Regions from separate parts of the Sus scrofa genome. Here region 1 is linked to region 2. A link is a contact called in public Hi-C data. All regions are on one chromosome and are shown on one strand. The core of a region is the stretch at or near the end of the contact, and the rest is flanking DNA. Distances in the headings are between cores, read along the strand shown. Region 1 holds the start of BABAM1 (BRISC and BRCA1-A complex member 1). Region 2 holds the start of MVB12A (multivesicular body subunit 12A).

The links. A called contact is a pair of places that touch in the nucleus more often than the background predicts.
Region 1: a Hi-C map of liver shows a contact between it and region 2, with 6 times the contacts expected there. The contact joins the promoter of BABAM1 here to the promoter of MVB12A in region 2. A contact is called at or near these places in 1 of 47 Hi-C or Micro-C datasets (liver) and 1 of 2 datasets of contacts at active chromatin or transcription factors (alveolar macrophages).

The regions. Positions count from the first base shown.
Region 1 is chr2:60,403,891-60,410,308 of Sscrofa11.1, forward strand. It overlaps BABAM1 (BRISC and BRCA1-A complex member 1), which reads right to left and starts at 3,852. Exons shown (of 9, transcript XM_021083571.1): 1 at 3,603-3,852; 2 at 2,382-2,726; 3 at 236-294. The coding sequence starts at 2,675.
Region 2 is chr2:60,274,540-60,281,244 of Sscrofa11.1, forward strand. It overlaps MVB12A (multivesicular body subunit 12A), which reads right to left and starts at 1,433. Exons shown (of 10, transcript XM_021083558.1): 1 at 1,080-1,433; 2 at 850-948; 3 at 621-717. The coding sequence starts at 877.

The DNA of each region.
Region 1 (6,418 bases), core at 2,602-5,101, 130 kb after region 2:
ATTGCTCTGACATGGAAAGTGCGTGACAGCTCTCCAGTGCATGGAACAGAGCTCCAATGGGCTGCAGCTGTATCCTTACCAGTTAGCTTTGCTTACTCTCCAATAAAGCCAGGCCCTAGACCAGGCCACATGGGTGTGGGTCTCAGAAAGACAGCCCCGGGTTTTTTGGGCCTGGCCCCTCCCAGCCATAGCTGCACATTCAAGTACCCCACCCTCACCCCCATATCCCTCTCACCCATTGAATGACTCCAGCTTTGGCAACGACATTTCCTCCGACAGGTCCAGGCAGATGATCTGCAACAAAGTTGGAGGGAGATGAGGGCTGGCAACTGGCCCCCACGACATTCTGCTGGGCCTCTCCAAGCAGCCCCAACTGAAAAGGCTGTTTGATGACATCCACTTTGGAAGCAGGCAGCTCAGGGAAAAGAGCACTGGACTAGGAGTCCAGGTTGATGAGTGAATAAAGCAACCAGAGAACATTTAACACGGAAACAAGGGAATAGTGGGTAATTTGTGTCCCTCCAAAAGATATGTCCACCTAGAACCTCAGGACATGAATTTATTTGGAATGAGGGTCTTTGCCGATGCAATTCAGGTAAAGATCTTGAAGTATGATCTTTCTGGTCTGGGGGGCAGGGATAAATTAGGAGTTTTGGGGTTAACATATATACACTACTGTATGTAAAAGCGATAACCAATAAGGACCTACTGTACAGCACAGGGAACTATACTCAATATCTTGCAATAACCTGTAATGGAAAAGAATCTGAAAAAAAAATCTGACTGAATCACTTTGTTATACACCTGAACCTAACACAATACTGTACATCAACTACACTTCGATTTAAAAAAATCATTCTGCTCATACTAAGTGAAGTCAGAAAGACAAAGACAGATATCACATTATACCACTTACATCTGGAATCTAATATATGGCATGAATGAGCCTACCTACAGAAAAGAAACAAACTCATGGACATAGAGAACAGACTTGTGGTCGCCAAGGGCGGGGGGGAGGGAGTGGGCTGGACTGGGAGTTTGGGGCTAGTAGACGCAAACTATTGCATTTGGAGTGAATAAGCAATGAGATCCTGCTATGTAGCACAGGGAACTACATCTAATCACTTGTGAGGGAACATGATGGAGGTTAATGTGAGAAAAAGAATATACACACACACATATATATGTATATGTATATATATGTATAACCTGGTCATTTTGTTGTACAGCAGAAGTTGACAGAACATTGTAAATCAAGTATAATAAAAAAAAATTTTTTTAATCATTCTGGAGTTCCCATTGTGGCTCAGGGTGTTAATTAATTAATTAATTAATTTATTTATTTATTTTATTATTATTATTTTTTTGCTATTTATTGGGCTGCTTCCACAGCATGTGGAGATTCCCAGGCTAGGGGTCTAATCGGAGCCATAGCCACCAGCCTACGCCAGAGCCACAGCAACGCAGGATCCGAGCCGCGTCTGCGACCTACACCACAGCTCACGGCAAAGCCGGATCGTTAAACCACTGAGCAAGGGCAGGGACCGAACCCGCAACCTCATGGTTCCTAGTCGGATTCGTTAACCACTGTGCCACGACGGGAACTCCTCTCAGGGTGTTAAGAACCTGACATGGTGTCCAGAAGGATGGAGGTTTGAGCCCTGGCCTCGCTCGGTGAGTTGGGGCTCTGGCATTGCCACAAGCTGTGGCACAGGTCACAGACACAGCTCAGATCTGGTGTTGCCATGGTTGTGGCATAGGCCAGCAGTTGCAGCTCCAATTTGACCCTAGCCTGGGAACTTCCATGTGCTGCAGTGGTTAAGAATCCAACTGCAGCAGCTCAGGTTGCTATGGAGGCACTGGTTAGATCCCCAGCCTGGCGCAGTGGGTTTAAGGATCCAGCGTTGCCCCAGCTGCAGTGTAGGTCACACCTGCCACTCAGAATCAATCTCTGGCCCAGGAACTCCCATATGCCATGGATGAGGCCAAAAAAAAAAAAAAATCATTCTGATCTAACAACACATGTCCTTATAACAAAGAAGACTCAGAGACACAGACGGGAAGGCTGTGTGAAGACAGATTGCAATGATGCAACCACAAGCCAAGGCACAATTAGAGCCACCAGCAGCTGGAAGAGGCAAGGAAGGCTCCTCCCCTAGAGCCTCCAGAGGGGATGTGACACCTTGATTTCAGACTTCTGGCCTCCAGAACTGTGAGACAATAAATTTCTGTTGCTTTAAGCTCCCCCAGTGTGATAACTTGTTGTAGGAAACTTAGGAGACTAATACAAAGGGACTGTGTTCTAGAGTGAATCCAGAAAGACAACATTTAACTCAAGGTTCCCTAACACCCCAAAGCCACAAGCCAAGCCCCTCACTTACCACTTTCTCTGGACAGTTGACCCTTGGCGTCCGTACCTGGACCTCCGGGGTTGGTGGAGGCACCTGCCAGGGCTTGGGGCCGGCTCCTGGGGGGTTGAGGGTCCCATCATCAGCACTGGCTGCTTCACCTTCACCCTCACTGCGGCTGCCCACACTGGCCTGGGCCCCCAGTGCCCGGTCCTCAGCCCCCTCAGGGTTGGAGCGAGTGCGGGGCCTGGGCTCAGCAGACTGCTCCTCTTCCTCTTCCTCCTCCTCCTCCTCCTCAGTGGGACTGCTGGGCTCCACCACCTCCATGGCTCCTGAGTGGCTAGATGGAGTAGGGATGGGAGAAGCCAGGATTCTTCCCTGAAGGGTTTTAAAAGCATTTAGTTACTGGGCAGGAGAACAAGGCATGAGTTGCCTACTGACAGTAAGAGTCACTCCTCCCAGGGTCTTAGTTTCCCCATCTATGGGATGGACACCTTTTACACTTAGTGCAGCATCCACTCTGACTCAAGGTAACAGTCTATTTTTTCCTGTAGGGCTAACCCAACCCCTCCCTATTTTGTCCAGTGAGCACACCTGACCACTGTGAATGGCTCAGAGATGGGGATATGACCCAATGTAGGCCAGTGAGGGGTCGCTCTGAAACTTGCAAAAGTGCTGTTAGAAAAGGGGAACTCATCAGAGTTGCAGAGATGGGAGGTTACAAGTAGAGAGCTGGTAGAAGCTTCTAAGATGGGAAAGAGAGCCTGAAGAGATGCTCACCCAGTAAACAACAAATAGACTTCTGAGCACCTAGATCCATCTATAACTAAATTCTTTTTCTTGCTTAAGCCAGATTGAGTTGGTTTTTTTGTTACCTGAAACTGAAAATGTCCTGGTGAAGAAAGGAATAATAACTTCTAGGGTTCTCCCTACTGGGCGCTGGCTGCCTAGGGAGGGGAACAGATCTGTGTGCTACAATTTCCTCTGAGGAAAAACAGGAGGCCAGTGGAGCGGGCTGCCTAACTGCGCAATGGGTGCGGGCTGCTGGGGATGATCTCTGAGCGCCTTGCAGCCCCCACAATCTCTAAGGAAAACAAAGCTTAGCTGCAGCAAGAGGGATGAAGGCTAGACTGCAGGAGAAACCAGAACGGAAGGCGGAAGCCTCAAGGCAGGCGAGGGGCTAAAACTTTTGCGGCTAGGGACGTTAGGCCTCTGGAGACGAATCCCACAAGCATTCACCACCCAACTTCTCACCGTAGCCTGAACCTCCTTCCAACCCGGCTGTCGACTCGCTAGGAAGCCGCCATCTTTAGCAGCCGGAAGTGGTATGGCGCGGCCGCCACATCTCCTGGGAAATGTAGTTCATCAGGCCTCAAGCCGCGCGGAGATGTGAATGGGATGAAGCCGGAGAGTCTTGGATGCTGATAGGCTGGGACTGTGCTAGGCGGTGGGGTTTGGATTGCGATAAACTGGAGTGGAGCCGAGTGGAGAGGGATCTGGAAAGTGATTGGCTAAAGAGAGATGAGGAGGAACTTTTCATGTTTCTGACTGATTCCCACTGCGCTGGTCAATGCTTCTACCCTGATAGGCTGGAACGAGGCAGAGGGGAGTAGGACTTTTAGTGGGATTGGGTTCGAAAAATGGAGGAGTCCGAGCTGGCAGCGTAATTAAATGGAGTGGAACAGTTGGGCAGAGTTCAGAAGGGGCGGGCTGGTTGGTGATTGATGAAGTTGACCGCACCTCAGTGAGGGATTTTTTTTTTTTTGCCGCGGAGGTAGGCGTGGTCTAGATCCCAAGGCCCCGCCCAATTATTTAATTCTCCTTATTTTACATACATCTGCAGAAATTAAAAAACACTAAGCCAGGAGTTCCCCTCGTGGCACAGTGGTTAACGAATCTGACTAGGAACCATGAGGTTGCAGGTTCGATCCCTGCCCTTGGTCAGTGGGTTAACGATCCGGCGTTGCCGTGAGCTGTGGTGTAGGTTGCAGACGCGGCTCGGATACCGCGTTGCTGTGGCTCTGGCGTAGGCTACAGCTCCGATTCCACCCCTAGCCTGGGAACCTCCATATGCCGCGGGAACGGCTCAAGAAATGGCAAAAAGACCAAAAACAAAAACAAAAAACAAAAAACCAACAACACTAAGCCAGAACTATTTCAAACTACTCTTCCTTCTTCATGCGGAATTTACTCTTCAGCCCCATAACTATTTTATTTTATTTTGCTTTTTAGAGCAGCACCTACAGCATATGGAAGTTCCCAGGCTGCGGGTCTAATGCGAGCTGCAGCTGCCAGCCTAACCACAGCCACAGCAACTTGACATCTGAGCCGCATCTGCAACCTACACCACAGCTCATCGCAATGCCAAATCCTTAACCACTGAGCTAGTCCAGAAATCGAACCCGCACCCTCTTGAATACCACTGGGGTTTGTTACCACTGAGCCACACAGGAACTCCACCATAACCACTTTAAAGCTGAGCCTCAGTTTCTTTATTTGTAAAAGCCTACCCAAATCAGCCAGGCTCTGGTTCAGTGGTAGCCCAGAGGGGCTATCACTGCTTTGAAAATGGAGAATTTGTTGGAAAAAAAAACAAGAAGAGGGAGGTCATTCTCGGCAGAAAGAACTGCCTGGGCAAAGGTCTGGAGACTTTGAGGAGCCTTGGAGGGCTGGAGCCTCTCACAGGTTAATATGGCCAGAGCAGAGGGTTAGAGAGAGAATTTCATTGCCCCTGGGTACACACCCCTAATATCAGAGAATTTCAACTTCTCTCCTTGTGTCTCTGGGGACACAGAAGCAGGAAGACTCAGCCTCCTAGGGTCTGTCGGTGGGAGATTCAAGAACATTCATGCTGCCCTAGGCTCTGCACAGTTTAAACCAAAGGCAGAAGGAAGGAAGGGGTGATTCAGGTAGCGGTTATGGCACGGCCAATGTCTCCAGAGTGTGAGAGAATTGAGTGTGAGAGAATTGACCTCCTTCACAGAGGAGGTCATTGTGGCTGCAGCATGGAGTACATACTGGTGCTAGCAGAAAGCATATTGTTTTTAAAGACCTTGAATGCCAGGCTGAAGAGCTTGAAATGTTTCCCAAGGGCAATGGGGAGCCGTGGAGGGTGTATGAGCAGGGGAAGAGAACAGTGGTATCTCTGTCTCTGGAGTCTGGGTGGGGAAGGGAGTGGAGGGGTAGCCGGGAAGCCCAGGGAGGGAGCTGGCTGGCATCCAGATTGGGGAGGAGAGGCTTGGGCTGTGATTGTGGATGGAGACGAGACAAGGAGGTGGCCTTTAGAGGTACATGCAGGAAAAATGAGCAGGATATAGGGTCCAGCTGGGCTCTGAGGAATCCAACATTTATAGAGGAGAAATAGCAGCTGGCAGAGGAAGCAGAGATGAGATGGATAAAGAGTCAGTAGGAAACAAGGAGGATGTCTAACCATTCATTTCCCTGATGGTGCCTGACCATGTGCAAATTGCTTGTTAAAACTCCCATGAGGCAGTTCCCGTCATGGCTCAGTGTTTAACGAATCTGACTAGGAACCATGAGGTTTCAGGTTTGATCCCTGGCCTTGCTCAGTGGGTTAAGGATCTGGCATTGCCATGAGCTGTGGTGTAGGTCGCAGAAGTGGCTCACATCCTGAGTTGCTGTGGCTCTGGCAAAGGCCGGTGGCTACAGCTCCGATTGGACTCCTAGCCTGGGAACCTCCATATACCGTGGGAGCGGGCCAAGAAATGGCAAAAAGACAAACAAACAAACAAACAAACAAAACTCAAGTGAGGACTTCTCTCTGTAGTGCAACAGGATCAGCAACATCTCTGCAGTGCCAGGAGGCAGGTTTGATCCATGGCTGGCACAATGGATTTGGCGTTGCCACAGCTGCTGTATAGGTCGAAACTGGGGCTCGGATATGATCCCTGGCTCAGGAACTCCATATACTGCAGGGCGGCCAAAAAAGAAAAAAAGAAAGAAAGAAGGGAAAAAGGAAAAAACTCTCATAACACTGGTAAATGTATATATACCAGTACACACACATACACACACCCACACACACAATGGAATACTACTCAGCCATAAAA
Region 2 (6,705 bases), core at 183-2,682:
TGCACCATGACGGGAACTCCACGGCTTTTACATTTTTAAAGGGATATATATGCAACAGACACCATCTAATTTAATATATCTACTTTCTGCCCTTTTACAGACAAAGTCTGCCAAGTCCTGCACCAACAGATATATATGCTGAGAGTCAAATATAAAAGACAATACATGGAAAAGGCACAGGAGGCAGGGAGAGCCTGATGGTTAGAAAACAGAGTGGTCAGCATTGTCAGGAAAGCACCAGGGCAACTGGAGCCTGTGTGTAAGAACCTGGAAATGTAAAACAGAACTGCGCAAGATTCAGCCTGGCTACAACCTAAGAAGAAGGTGTATTAGTAACATTAAATAAAACAGGTCGCAATGACCGAACACTTACTCTAGAACAGAGGCTTCCAATCGAACATTTTTACGCAGGGCGGGGCACATTTTCCCCGTACAGGATCAGAACTCTAAGTCCTCAGCCAACACTGTCATTACCAAGTGCTGTCGAGGGGGTGGCCAAGGCTCAAAACTCACGCGCCTATGGTCTCTCCATTCCCTCCCCGCTCTTTCCCGCAGAGACTCGAATGTGCCCTTCACCTCCAACCCCGCCCCACCCCACCCCCGCCTTCGACAGGACTCACTGGAGTCTACGGGGTCGCAGACAGGGGAGAATCCCGGCGGGAGAGGGCTCTTGTCCACCAGGATCTGGATATCGACCACCACGTTCTCCTGTGGATTCTGGGATGGGATGGGGTGGGGGGACGCGGTGGGGAACACAGCAAGAGTGACCGGCACGCCTCGGGCAGCACCCCGCGAATGGACAGGGGGAGTGGAAGGACCCCAGGGATTCCGAAGGTGGGCGCCCCTTACCTCTAGGCTGCCCAAAGGATTGAGACATAGGAAGTAGCCGGATTTCTGCGCGAAGGTCTTGCCGAAGCTGGCGGGAGCTCCCTCCACGGTGCAGGAGATCTATGGCACGGACGCGGGTCAGCGCCAGCCAGGCTCTTACCTGGCCGCAGCCACCTCTGCCCCCATTCAACCCCTCGCCCCTAGTGCCACCGCCTCTCCCTACACTTCCCCGGTTCCCCGACGTCGCTTACCGCACTGAATCCCCTTGGCGGAGGCGCCGAGGCCGACGACCAGGCCAGGCCAGCCAACGGGGCCGCGTCGGTCCCGGGCCCCGGATCCATCCTCCGAACCAAGATCCAAAGGCGATGGACCGCCTTGGACCTCCCAGCCGCGGCCGGACGGCGGAGTTTGGCCACGAAACTGAACTACAACTCCCAGATAGCCTTGCGAGGTCGGGAGTCCAGGAGGCGTCGTTTGCGCGTTCCGGGAAAGCTGTCGGCCAACTGCGTGCGTCCCCCAGGTGTGCCAGTGAGCGACGTTTGCGGAAAATTGTCTCCTTTTTTTTCCCCCTCACGCCCATCAACTTCCGCCGGAAATGTCTCGCTAGCAGCAAACCGGAACTACGTTCCCCAGAATCCTTTGCAGTGTCAACCTCTCTTCCAAAGTTGACGTCAGTATTCCCCAGAATTTGAGAGTGAGCTGTGAAAAACTCACAATTCCAGAAGTCACCCCAAAGAAGACTTTCATGAGTTATGCAACGGTTAGTTTAAATAAAAATACCGACCAACTTGAGCCTTGAAATCTTGGTGTAACTTGAGAACTTGTTCACATACACATTTTTTAAAATGAGACAAGAAAGTGCTCAGTATGGAGACAAACTTTTACACCCCTCAGAAGTAAAATATGGAAAATTAGGGAACAGAAGGTTTACTCCTGTGTAGTTTCCAGTTTTCTGCAATGTCATAGGTTAGCCCACTGCCTGTTTTTTGTACCACCTGTTAGCAAGGAATGGTGGGGGTTTTTTGTGTGTGTGGTGCTTTTAGGGCCGCACCCAAGGCATATGGAGGTTCCCAGGCTAGGGGTCAAACCTGAGCTGTAGCCGCTGGCCTACACCACAGCTACAGCCACGACATATCCAAGCCGGGTCTGTCGCCTATACCACAGCTCACGGCAATGGCGGTATCCTTAACCCACTGAGCGAGGCCAAGGATGGAACCTGCGTCCTCATGGATACTAGTCAGAGTATCTGCTGAGCCACAAGGGGAACCACTGAGTGAGGCCAGGGATCAAACCCACAACCTCATGGTTCCTAGTCGGATTCGTTAACCACTGAGCCACAACGAGAACTCCATTTTTTTTTTTTTTTTTCTTTTAGGGTTAGACTTTATTTTGTTACCAATATTCTGTTTTTATTTCTGGGGATTTTTTTTTTTTTAAGGATCTACCATTGCGGTGAGCTGTGGTGTAGGTCGCAGATGCGGCTCGGATCCCATGTTGCTGTGGCTCTGGCATAGGCCAGCAGCTACAGCTTCGATTCGACCCCCAGCCTGGGAACCTCCATATGCCGTGGGAGCAGCCCAAGAAATGGCAAAAAGACAAAAAAAAAAAAAAAAAAGAAGAAGAAGAAGATAAGAATACTTTTGCACCAAGTGCCCTGTGATCTGAAGCACTGATTTATTGAGTCCCTGAGGCTAGGAATCAATCAGGGCATTCCTTTGTGTCCGAATGTGCTTTAATAAAGATATTATAGGGGAGTTCCTGCTGTGGTGCAAAGAGATCAGGGGCATCTCTGGAGCCCTGTGCCCAGCGGGTTGAGGATCCAGCATTCCCCCAGTTGCGACTTAAGTTACAACTGTGGCTTGGATGTGATCCCTGGCCCCAGGAATGCCATATGCTGTGGGGTGGCCAAAAAAGAAAAGAAAAAGAAAAAAGATGCTACATGAGAGCTCCCTGGTGGTTCAGTGGGTTAAGGATCCAGTTTTGTCACTGCTGTGGCACAGGTTCAATCCCTGGCCCGAAAAGTTCCACATGCCATGGGAGCAGCCAAAAAAAAAAAGATGCTACATCCCCAGTCTGATCAGATATGAACATACAACTTTCCATTCCACTTGGATAATTAGTCATGTCCAAGGCCATCCTATTTTGGAGGACATCTTTTCACGTTACAGACGTTTCAGTATTCAGTAAGGGCAGACTTTGTCAGCTCTCATTTAAGTCTTGCTGGGTTAATTGAATAAGAGCTTCTATGTGTCCTATAATGTCCTCCAGGCCAATAGAGGGGACAAGACAGTGGCCGAATGATCATAGCAGTGGAAAACAGAACATGCCCATCCAGCCTTGAGGAGAGGGTGTTGGCAACTCTCCCCACACCCAGGGTGCATCAGCCCGACCATCAAAGTGGAAGCCATGGCCTGAGATTTTTGCCACATATCCATTGGGTCCCATTTAGAGTTACTCAAGAAATACATGGGCAGCGTGACCAGTCAGTACCAAACCATTTGCTATCCTTTAATATGACAGAATGACTGGAGCACAGTGGGGCTCAGTCACATATCTGCAGTGCAGGGACATAGGTTCTATCCTTGGCCCAGCACAGTGGGTTAAGAATCTGGTGTCACTGCAGCTGTGGTGTAAGTTGCAGACGCGGCTCAGATCTGATCCCTGGCCTGGGAACTCCATGGCAGCCAAAACAAAACAAAACAGGAGTTCCCGTCGTGGCACAGTGGTTAATGAATCCGACTAGGAACCATGAGGTTGCGGGTTTGATCCCTCCCCTTGCTCAGTGGGTTAACAATCCGGTATTGCCGTGAGCTGTGGTGTAGGTTGCAGACCTGGCTCGGATCCCACGTTGGTGTGGCTCTGGCTACAGCTCCAATTGGACCCCTAGCCTGGGAACCTCCATTTGCTGCGGGAGCGGCCCTAGAAAAGGCAAAAAGACAAAAAATGAAACAAAACAAAACAAAACAAAACAAAACAGAATTACTGCACTGTTCTAACAATACCCTTCCCGTAGTCCTAGTAAGATTGGGTTGGTTCTATTTAGTGTGTTTTTTCTGTTCCCAACATAGGGGTGCCTGTGTGGTCAAATATCCCTAACCTAGGGGAAGCCACCTGAATCCATCCCAGATCAAGCATAGCTACCCACAGCTCTGATGGTCGCATTTAATTTTTTTTGGGGGGGGCTTTTTAGGGCTCCACTGGCAGCATATGGAGGTTCCCAGGGTAGGGGTTCAATTGGATCTTCAGCCGCTGGCCTATGCCACAGTCACAGCAATACAGGATCTGAGCCGAGTCTGCAACCTACGCAACAGCTCATGGCTATGCCGGATCCTTAACCCACTGAGTGAGGCCAGGGATTGAATCTGTGTCCTCATGGACACTAGTCAGATTCTCTTCCGCTGAGCCACGATGGGGACTCCCTGATGGTGGCATTTTTAACACACGTCTCATCAGCAGTTTGCTGGGCCATCTGTGTTGATCGATTGACATAAAAAGAATACTCCTGTCCAGTTTCTCCAAGGAAGTCATGCAAATGGCCAACAGGCATATAAAAGATACTCGACATCACTAATTATTAAAGAAATGCAAGTCAAAACCATAAGGAGGTACCACCTCACATCTGTCAGAATGGCCATCATTTAAAAATCTACAAATAGGGAGTTCCTGCTGTGGCATGGTGGCTTAAGGATTTGGCTTTGCTGCAGCTGTGGCATAGGTTGCAGCTGTAGCTTGAACTCAATCCCTGGCCTAGGAACTTCCATATGCCACAGGTATATGGCAAAAAAAAACTACCAATAACAAATGCTGGCGAGAGTGTGGAGAAAAGGGAACCCTCTTGCATTATTGATGGGAATGTAAATTGATGCAGCCACTACGGAAAACAGTATGGAATTTCCTAAAAAACTAAAAATAGAGTTATCATACAGTCCCGCAATACCTGGACTTATATCCGGACAAATTCATAATTCAATCAGATAGGAGTCCCTGTCGTGGCTTTAGTGGTTGAGAACCCAGTGTTGTCTCTGTGATGATGTAGGCTTGATCCCTGGATTTGCTCAGTGACATTGCTGTAAGCTGTGGCATAGGTCACAGATTTGGCTTGGCTCCAGTGTTGCCATGGTCGTGGCTGCAGCTACAACTTGACCCCTGGCCCATGAGCTTTGATATGACACAGGTACGGCCATTTAAAAAAAAAAAAAAAAGGAGTTCCCATCTTGGCGCAGCAGAAATGAATCGGACTAAGAACCATGAGGTTTCGGGTTCGATCCCTGGCCTCTATCAGTGGGTTAAGGATCCGGCATTGCCGTGAGCTGTGGTGTAGTTTGCAGACTCAGACTGGATCTGCTGTTGCTGTGCCTCTGGCATAGGTTGGCAGGAACAGCCCCGATTAGACCCCTAACCTGGGAACGGCCCTAAAAAGACAAAAGACAAAAAAAAAAAAAAAAAAGAAAAGAAAAGAAAAGAAAAGAAAAAAGATACATGTACCCCTATGTTCACAGCAGCGCAATAGTCAAGACATGGAAACAACCTAAATGGCCATTAACAGATGAATGGATAAAGAAGATGTGTATATATGCATATGCACACACACACACATTTACCCACTATAGAATACTACTAAGCCATAAAAAAAGAATGAAAAGTTATTTTCAGCAATATGGATGGACCTAGAGATTATCATACTAAGTGAAGTAGTCACACAGAGAAAGACAGATACAACATGATATCGCTTATATGTGGAAACTAAAATAAGACACAAATGGAGTTCCCATCCTGGCTCAGTGGTAATGAACCCGACTAGTATCCACGAAGACTCAGATTCGCTCCCCGGCCTCGCTCATTGGGTTAAGGATCTGGTGTTGCATGAACTGCAGTGTAGATCGAAGAGGCGGCTCAGATCTCGTGTTGCTATGGTTGTGGCATAGGCCAGCAGCTATAGCTCTGATTCGACCCCTAGCCTGGGAACTTCCATATGCTGCTGGTGTGGCCCTAAAAAGATAGATAGATAGATAAATAAATAAATAAATAAATAAATAAATAAATAAAATATGACACAAATGAACTTATCTATGAAACAGAAACAGAGTCACAGACGGAGAGAATAGACTTGTGGATGCCAAGAGGAAGGGGATAGGAGAGTTGGGGATTAGCAGATGCGAACTATTATATATCTATATAATATGGATAAACAAAGAGGTCCTACTGTACAGCACAAGAAGCTATATTCGATAACCTATGATAAACCATGATGGAAAAGAATACGAAAAAGAATATATATGTGATCATTATACAACTACAGATGTGATAAATTCATTGAATAATAAAAAATAAAATAACGAATATATATGTGTATAACTGAATCACTGTTGTACAGCAGAAATTAACACAACGTTGTAAATCAACTATATGTCAATAAAATAAATTTTTTGGAGTTCTCTTGTGGTGCAGTGGCTTAAGGATTCAGTGTTGTCAGTGCTTGGGTCACTGCTGTGGTGCGAGTTCAACTCCTGGCCTGGGAATTTTCATCTACTGCGGGCACAGCCAAAAAAAATAAATTAAATAAATCAAATTTTAAAAAGTTTTTTAAAAATAAAATATATTTCCGCCATGGTGCAACTGAATCGGTGTTGTCTCTGTAGTGCCGGGATGCAGGTTCGACCCTTACCCCTGCACAGGGCGTTAAGGAGCCCACGTTGCCACATTTGCGGTGTCGGTAGCAACTTCCTCAGATCTGACCCCTGGCCCAGGAACTTCACATACTGTGGGGTGGTCAAAAAAAAAAAAGGAAAGGAAAAAAAAAGTTGAAAAATGAAATGTATTACTAAGCCATTAAGAAGGAGTTCCCGTTGTGGCACAGAGAAAATGAATCCAACTAGT